2 separate regions of the Hordeum vulgare genome follow, and region 2 is linked to region 1. A link is a contact called in public Hi-C data. All regions are on one chromosome and are shown on one strand. Each heading gives the region's core, a stretch centred on a gene start, on an enhancer-like site or on the middle of the called end of the contact. The rest is flanking DNA. Distances are from core to core; before and after follow the strand shown.

Evidence for each region. A called contact is a pair of places that touch in the nucleus more often than the background predicts.
Region 2: a contact with region 1 is called in a Hi-C map of leaf, with 5 times the contacts expected there. The contact joins two enhancer-like sites. A contact is called at or near these places in 6 of 6 Hi-C or Micro-C datasets (leaf, seedling and an unstated tissue).

What each region holds. Positions count from the first base shown.
Region 1 is chr4H:559,882,540-559,886,661 of MorexV3_pseudomolecules_assembly, forward strand. It overlaps the pseudogene LOC123447034. Among protein-coding and RNA genes, the nearest start is that of LOC123449510, 44 kb to the right of the region's middle. Within about 2 kb of position 1,747, at least 2 of the 3 cell types and tissues checked have open chromatin away from gene starts, as enhancers often do. A contact at or near this core is called in leaf, where this site is marked.
Region 2 is chr4H:559,972,866-559,976,738 of MorexV3_pseudomolecules_assembly, forward strand. No RefSeq gene overlaps it. Among protein-coding and RNA genes, the nearest start is that of LOC123449510, 46 kb to the left of the region's middle. Within about 2 kb of position 2,561, at least 3 of the 3 cell types and tissues checked have open chromatin away from gene starts, as enhancers often do. A contact at or near this core is called in leaf, where this site is marked.

The DNA.
Region 1 (4,122 bases), core at 497-2,996:
GTATAGACGGTTAACATTCTCTAAATACTGATTAAAGTTCAATGTCTTGTGAAAATTACTGAAATACTGAGCAATTTTATGAAACGTTGCGAAAAATGAGCACGTGATTTTTTTCTCAAAAACAGAACATTTTTTTAATTCATTTTTTTTAAATACAAGCATGTTTTAAAGTTCTGGAACAGAATTTGAAAACAAATTTATTTTTTCAAAGCGCGAGCATTTTTAAAAATTCCAAACCATATTTCAGAATGCAAACATTTTTTAGAAACTAGAAAAAAAGTTGAAACTCCAGAACAAAAATTGAAAGCACGAACATTTATTTAAAGTTCCAAACAATTATTGAAACTAGAACATTTTTCAAAACTCCTGAACAAAATTTTAAAAGAGGAAAATATTTAAATCTTGTGAAACTCCTGAACAAATTTGAGGATAACTAGCAAATGAGCTCGTGCGTTTCAACGGGTAAAAAGAAAATACATTTCCGAACATAATAAGCATGACTCGAGACTTCAATAGGTCAATATCCTTTATTTCAACACATGTCATCCCATCAGTGTTTCTCTTTATCTTTTCCCACTCTCGTCAACGGTGGCCTTAGTGTTCATACCATCGCAAGACGTTTGAATGTTGTCATTCTTAATACGTCTCCCTCTTGGTGTAGGATGATAAATCTATTTTTCTGAGAGATTTTGGTACGGAGTGTATGCGTGGTTGTAGATATTTTTTCGTTTCACATCTTGATTTTACCGAAGTGTTCATTATCAATTCTGTCGGCGCCGGTATGAATGAAAGGCTGACCATACACTCTTGATTAAGGTTTAAATTGTTTCCAAACCGAATGTTGGAGCACAAACATTTTTTAAAAACTATATTTTTATCAAAACTTCGGAATAAACAGTGAAACACGAATATTTACTTAAAAATTTAACCAATTATTAAAACTTGAAAAAAAACTGAAGCTCCTAAACAAAATTTTAACATAGGAACAATCTTCAAATACAATAACATTTTTTGAATCTTCGAACTAAACTTGGAAACATGAACATTCTTTGAAATCGGCGAAATTTTTTGAAAAGAAATTATTTATTGAAATTCCCATTTTCTTACGAAAAAGTTGTGACAATTTTGAACAAAAACAAAAGGCAAAGAAAATTTTGAACATTTTCTGTGAAACTCAAAGAAATTAATCAGAAATGTCAATTTATTTTAAATTCCCAAACATTTGTTAAAATTAGCAAACATTTAACAAAATTGTGAAGATAATTTGAAAACAGGAAAAATGTATTGAATTAAGAACAATACTTCAAATTTCCAAACCATTTTTTAAAAAAGATAAAAATAAACATGAACAAAAAAAAGGAAAACCTCTCTCGAACTGAGCTACTTCTGCTTTTTCTAACAAAAAGTTCGAGTAGTTCAGTGAAAAAACGGTCAAGCTTTGTTCCATCCTACCTAGCTCCTCAAGATTGCACCCGCTCAATGCCTTTTTCATTGTCCGTTCTAAGATGGATTTGAACGACTCTCTCTGTTTGGATTTCGAGTCCAAAAGGCCCAGCGAAAAAGGATTTTCAGTCATATGCCCATGCGAGCGAGAACCATTAGAAGAGAACAAAAGGAAAAGGAAACTTGAAAAAAGAAAAGCTAAAATCAGAAGAAAGTCACGTTCCAAACTGGAACAAGGGAACTGGTCAAACGGTCCGGCCCAGTCGCTTCGCTAGTGTGCCTCGCTGTGCGACGCTGCCACAATTTGCCGCGACGAGCGGCTAATAGAGATTTCCAGACATAAGGGAGCTCCTTTACGGCGGTAGATGCTATATGACGCCCTTCTGCGTCTGATCGTCTCTCGTTCGCGGGAATCATTAGTTAGCAGGCGCTCCTTTCGGAGTTTCCGAGAGAGCACTCTTGCGTGTTGTTATTTGGCGCGTTTTCAACCGCCGCCACGTGTCACGTTTTGAGCGTTTCTTCGAAAATTCGTTTTATTATTACTAGCAAAAGAGCCCGTGCGTTGCAACGGGAGAGAAAATAACACGCACTCTTGATACAATAACCACGACTCAAGACCTTAATAAGTCCACGTCTTTTAGTTTCAAATGCCATCACATTTTAAGATCCCTCTCTCTGAGAAAAAATTCAGTACGTTCAGTATGCTTAGTTACAGAGAGATTATACGTCAACTCGATGCATACTTAATTAACAAATCAAGAAATCAAAGTATGAAAGAATATTGCGTGTAGGTATTCCAAACAATTTAAATTTATGTCATGTGAACTTATATTATTAATAAACATATAATAAGTAAGCATGGATATGATCTTACTTGCTGTTTCAAGTTGCATGGTCTGTGTCCTCCTCGGTGATGACCATAAATATTTGCATTATGATGAAAATAGCAAAGTGTGTTTTATTAATTAATGATAGCATATGCATAAAAGCATTATTTTTGTCTTGCTGATATAAGTGTTTGCATTTGTAATCCAAGTAAAATTTTAATTTGGTTGCAAACATATTAGACATCTTCATAAAAAACAATAAATTTATAAGTACATGCATGCCAAATGTTCAAGGTTGCATATCAACATCCATATACTTAAAAAAAATCATTAGCAAAACAGTTTTAAAAAATATGAAAAAACAAAGTTAAGCCATTGGTTTACGTAAAGTTTGTATAAGCATCATTGTTCAGTTTTTTATACGTTAGAAACACTTTTTTACGGAAAGAACTTGCACCAACTGATCAAACAAACTTACTCTTGCACGTCTATACTGCAGCGTGATTGACAGCAAACATAGAACTGTGCCCATGCCTGCACCTGCATTGATAGATAAATTGGGAAATCGAATTAGCATGACTGTTTCAAACAAGCAGCAGCATGGCTGCATGAGCGAAGAGATCCCAATTTTAGAAATAGAAGGATCAGTACATCTAATTATCAATTACACCTTTAGTGGTTGAATTTGTAAGTTGTAGCTGTGAAACTGAATCGATGTGGCGTGCTGCCCCTGTCGACTGCGAAGATCAGAACGAAAGGAGGCAGGGAGCGAGCCAGCAAGGGATGGATTCTTGGCGCCGTGCGCGCTGCCGTGCACACGCGCTATCATTGATCAGCCGGCAGCAACAACCGTGGCCTGCACTGCCGCGTGCCGCCGCCGCACTTCGCCGCCCCGCGCACCTGCGCTGTCGCGCGCCACCGCCTCCTGCCTCGCCACCCTGCCGCATGGTGCGTTGCGCCCGCCACCAGATCCGGCCCAGCTCGCCATGGACCCGGCCTCCCACGCGCCCCTCGGCCTCGCCTCCACCTCTGACCACCGCCGCGATGCTCGCCGGCGACGGACCGGCGTCCTCCTCAGCCAGATCGGGACCAGACCATCCTGATCCACCCCATCCCTCGACCGGTGGAGGACATTTTTTTTTGAGAAAATGAAATGTTTTTTTTCACTTAACGGAGGACCGCGAGTTGATTTTAAAAAACCAGGGGGGCTTTTTTGCAAAACCGCCACGACGGACGACAGAAACATTGTCTGCTTTATTATTAGGGAGAGATTATTCACACACGTTTTCGACGTTTTAGAATTGTTTTTTTTTTTGGTTTTGTAATGGTCGTTCTTAGTTTTTGGACAAAAACAATCAAATTGTTTTGACGAAAAAATACGTTTTTTTTTCACGAGAGGCACGGTTTGTTTTTGCGAGAGCCATTTTTTTGCTTCCGCAAGAGGCACGGTTGTGCCTCTTGAAAATGAAAAAAACGTGTTTTCTATCTTTTGGCGAGAGGCACGGTTTTGCTTTCCGCGAGAGGAACGGCCCTGCCTCTCGAAAAAAGAAAAAAAATGCATTTTTTGTTTTTTTGCAAGAGGCACGGTCGTGCTTCTCGGAAAGAGAAAAATGTGTTTTCTGTTTTTTTTGCAAGAGGCGCAGTTTTGCTTCCGCGAGAGGTACGGTTCTGCCTTGGTGACACGCACGCCCGTACCTTTTGAAAAGGGAAAAGTGTGTTTTTTCGTGAGAGGCACAGCTTTGCCTGCCGTGACTCTCGGGAAGGGAAAAAAATGTGAAAAAACATATTTTTTTTCTATCACACGAGGCATGGTTTTTTTTGTTCCATTTTTCCGTTAAAGAAAAGTTTTCCA
Region 2 (3,873 bases), core at 1,311-3,810, 91 kb after region 1:
AAGAGTAGGAAGCAGAGATGGAAAGGACTTGATTCTGAGGCACGGTCTCCTCTCCCTTCCACCTCGCTACTTAAATACCTAACAGGGAGATTCCATATCGAGTACATCCCCGGCCGAGGAAGATCTATAGTATCCCGAGGATGGGGTGCACTGTAGCATGACAGCGACATCACACGCATGGAAATCGGGGCGTCATCCCACTACTTCCACTACCGGCGTCTCCGCCGAAACCGCCGCCCCCGCGCGCGTTCCCTCAGTTCCAAAGCTGCGAAAAAATCGTCCCGCCTCATATCCCGAATGGATTCCGTATCCACGACGTGTGACGAGGTGTGCCGAATGTTCTTTTCGCCCCCCCCCCACGGGACCCTGATCATCCGGGAAACCAATGAGGACGACCTGATCGTCCTTGCCTCAATGCAAGTGGGGATCCGTCACAACTCGCCGATTGAGCACACATAGTTCAGAGCTCTCGTTCGCCCAACTCGTGGGATCTATCTCCCCAAAAGATAATCGGTCACTACCGACTGTGGGCATACATGTATGACCAGGTAGTCGGAATTCGTCACTCTTGAATCCGTGTAGGTTTGCCGAGAGTCTGAATGAAGCAGCCCCGAGCTACAACCCAAGAATCTCCAAAATGTTGGAGACATCGAAGGAAGTCATTCACTCGGTCTCCAAAACCTCAACCGATTCGGGGGCTACTGATGGGGTTGTACATTACGGGTAGGCCTACGGACCTGCTTCCCTAGGCCCACCTAGGACCCCTTACAGACATCAGTGTCCTTAAAGTCACCGGTGTAGTATCGACCTCACTCGATACAACATATCGTCACTCGGCGTGCGTGGAGTCACTCGGATCACCTTGTATCAGTCGGATGCATCCTCGCACTCGGACCACAGCAAGGTGAAGGCACCGAAAAGGCTGCAACGGCTAAGGACTTAATCCATCACATGAAGTGCACTGAAGACCCATGTTACGAGTAACGCCGAGAGTTATAGCTGTCGTTTCTAGTAACTTTCCTATTTATTAGCATCATCTCACCTTGTAATGAAGCTCGGTCTGTCATGACATGTACTATATAAGCCACTCCCGGGCTCGAGCTCAAGGGTTCATCACCTTGTAATCTTACCTACCCCATAAGAAAACATCAGCCTCAGGGCTCGAGACGTAGGGATGTTACCACTTCCGAGTGGGGCCTGAACTCGTACATCCGAGTGCATCCGTTGCGCCTAATTAGACTTCGCTCCTTCGTTCGTACCCCTAGGTACTATTGTGAGGATAATTCCCATGACAGTTGGCGTTGCGACTTGTGTAGCGACGATGATGATGGCGTTCGGAGCTGAGGCGCAGTTTGTCCTTCTGATGTCGACGGTCGGTCCTGTTCGCCAACAAGTGTGCCTATGCTTGTTACTCATTGTGAGTGAGAAGGATAATGAATTGGACTCCGCGTTTTAAAAAAAACTAACCAGAACATCGGCAAAAGGATAATAATTTCTTGAATGATTTTACTATTACCTTTTCTGTTCATCCCGGAGCAAACTCTCCTTGAAAGCCAAGACGCTAGACTTGCTCTGATCTAATTAACCGGATAACTATGCATCCCATCCCATGGCAATTACATCTCCGTTATAGTAGTGTTGCAGCCACAGAGAATCAGATGTTTCCATTATTCCTGACAGCTCAAGAGAAAAGAATACTGCGCTGCTCTGAGCCCGGTGATTCTTAAATTCTGCAAGTTCCTGAATTTCTTAAACGGACTAGCTAGCTGCTGTGTGCTGCTGAAGTCCTTCTAACCCCGTCGCGATTAAAACTCTGGATAGAAAAGCCATGGCCCTCCCCCTCCGCTCCATTTGGCCTAATCTAAATGTATATATTCCCTTTCTAACGTGTCCCATTCTTTGGACAAGGTCTCCCATCAGCTTCTGATTGAGTGGTACATGACGGTGTTTTTGTTTATGGAACGGTGACAGTCAGTGATGGTACGCTTATTCCAGAAACAATATTATACCCTTCTCGACGCACATAGTATTGTTTTCTACGATATCCCTATCCACGAACCCCAATTTCTTCCTGTACCAACTAACTGCACGCGTTTTTTCTATTGCCACTGCGTCATGGGGCCAAGTTTTTCTTGTCAGAGTAGACATGGTAAACGATCGCCAGAACTAGTCCTCCCCTGGCGTGGCAGCGTCCCTGTGCCAAGCCCCCTCGATCTGGAGGCGCATTCCTGTACAAACTTGGCAGCGATTTCATTGCTGCTCCGTATATGCCATCGATCGACCGAGCAGTACTACAGGACCACAGCATACATGTATACACGAATGTACTACCTTCCTTCTTAAATATAAGTTTTTTTAAAAATTTCATTAATGAATTACATGTGAATATTTATAAACATATTTTAAAATATAAATTCATTCATTTTACTTCGTGTATCGAACGTAATGAAATCTCTAAAAAAAATTATATTTAAAAATAGGAAGAGTACTCTGCATGGTTGGAGTATGGACTAGGCCAACCGTGCAGATCAATGCGAAATGAGATGGTTGGTGGCCTGGCGCAAAGAGGACCACTTATATTTTAAAAATTAAAATCGTGCGCGTCTACGTGCCACCGAGGCACGGAACCGGATAGCAAATTTGTGTACAAAAATGTCCAGCGGCCAAGACAGTGTGCATGCAGTGTGAGCGTGACAAATTATCCATGTGCCGATAGAGCTGTGCGTCTCCCCGCAAAAAAAAAAAAAAAAGAGCCGTGCATCCACGCTAACAGCGGCTTTTGCACGGGGTCATCAATAACAGCCTGATCCAGAAACGTTAGATCTACATTTCAGAGCTCTCTCTGGGACCGAGCCAATCCGCTCGAAAAATAACACTCCCTCTGTCCCATAATTTTTATAGTTTGTTTAAAAATAAATGTATAAATATAGTAAAACATGACTAGATGCATTTATATCTAGATAAATCTAAGACAAGAATTTTAAGACGTTGGGAGTACGTAGTAATCATGATCCAAGCTGTGCTACGTTTCTATCATGAGAAACCATGGTCCCTCTCTATCTGTATACGTGTCGTTTGGGATCGAGGCCTGACCCGTTCCCAGACGAATAGTGTACCCATGCATTTTCTTGGGGTCCGGTTTGGATTTGGATCTGGTGTCTCGGCTTACAAATGGGTTGGGGATCGGAACCGGGAATTACTTCTCGGATCCAACAATGCATCCACGAACCAGTTCATGCTCCATGATACCTAGCTCAGTAAACTACTGCTACTTGCACACTCTATACAAGATAAACAAAACGGAAAGTGTGTAGTGGTTAAGCGAAACCACTTGCGGCGCGTAGCGACGTACGCGCTACATGTTCGCTTGCGATTGGATAAGCAGGAATCACCCCACTCGTAGATGAAAATGGTAGTTTAGGACCGGTTGTTGATATATACAAAATTGCTGTCAATCAAGCAGGAATCAGCAAGCTTGCCCGTTAAAAAAGCAGCAAGCTAGCTTCTAGTTTAGCTTGCGTAGGGCACACACGAGAAAGAGAAAGAGAAATGCATCGATCGATTGCCTTGAGACTCGGACTATTACATCATCATCACGCGCGCATGTCTACCACCTCCTCTATCTAGCACTCTCCACATTTCCAGCCATAGCTAGCTTAGCTTAGTTAGTTGTACGCACTCTAGTGCATTACTAGTGCTACTCATCTATAATCAACAGGTTAAGCGAGTTTCCTGGGCATCTATAAGCACCGTTTTGGAGTATTCTATATCGTCAGCCCCTTTATCTGCCTTGGATGCGTGCGGTGTTGAATTGTATGCTTTTTTATATGTGCTTTGTTGTTTTATTTATAAAACGGGACGGAACACTTTTTC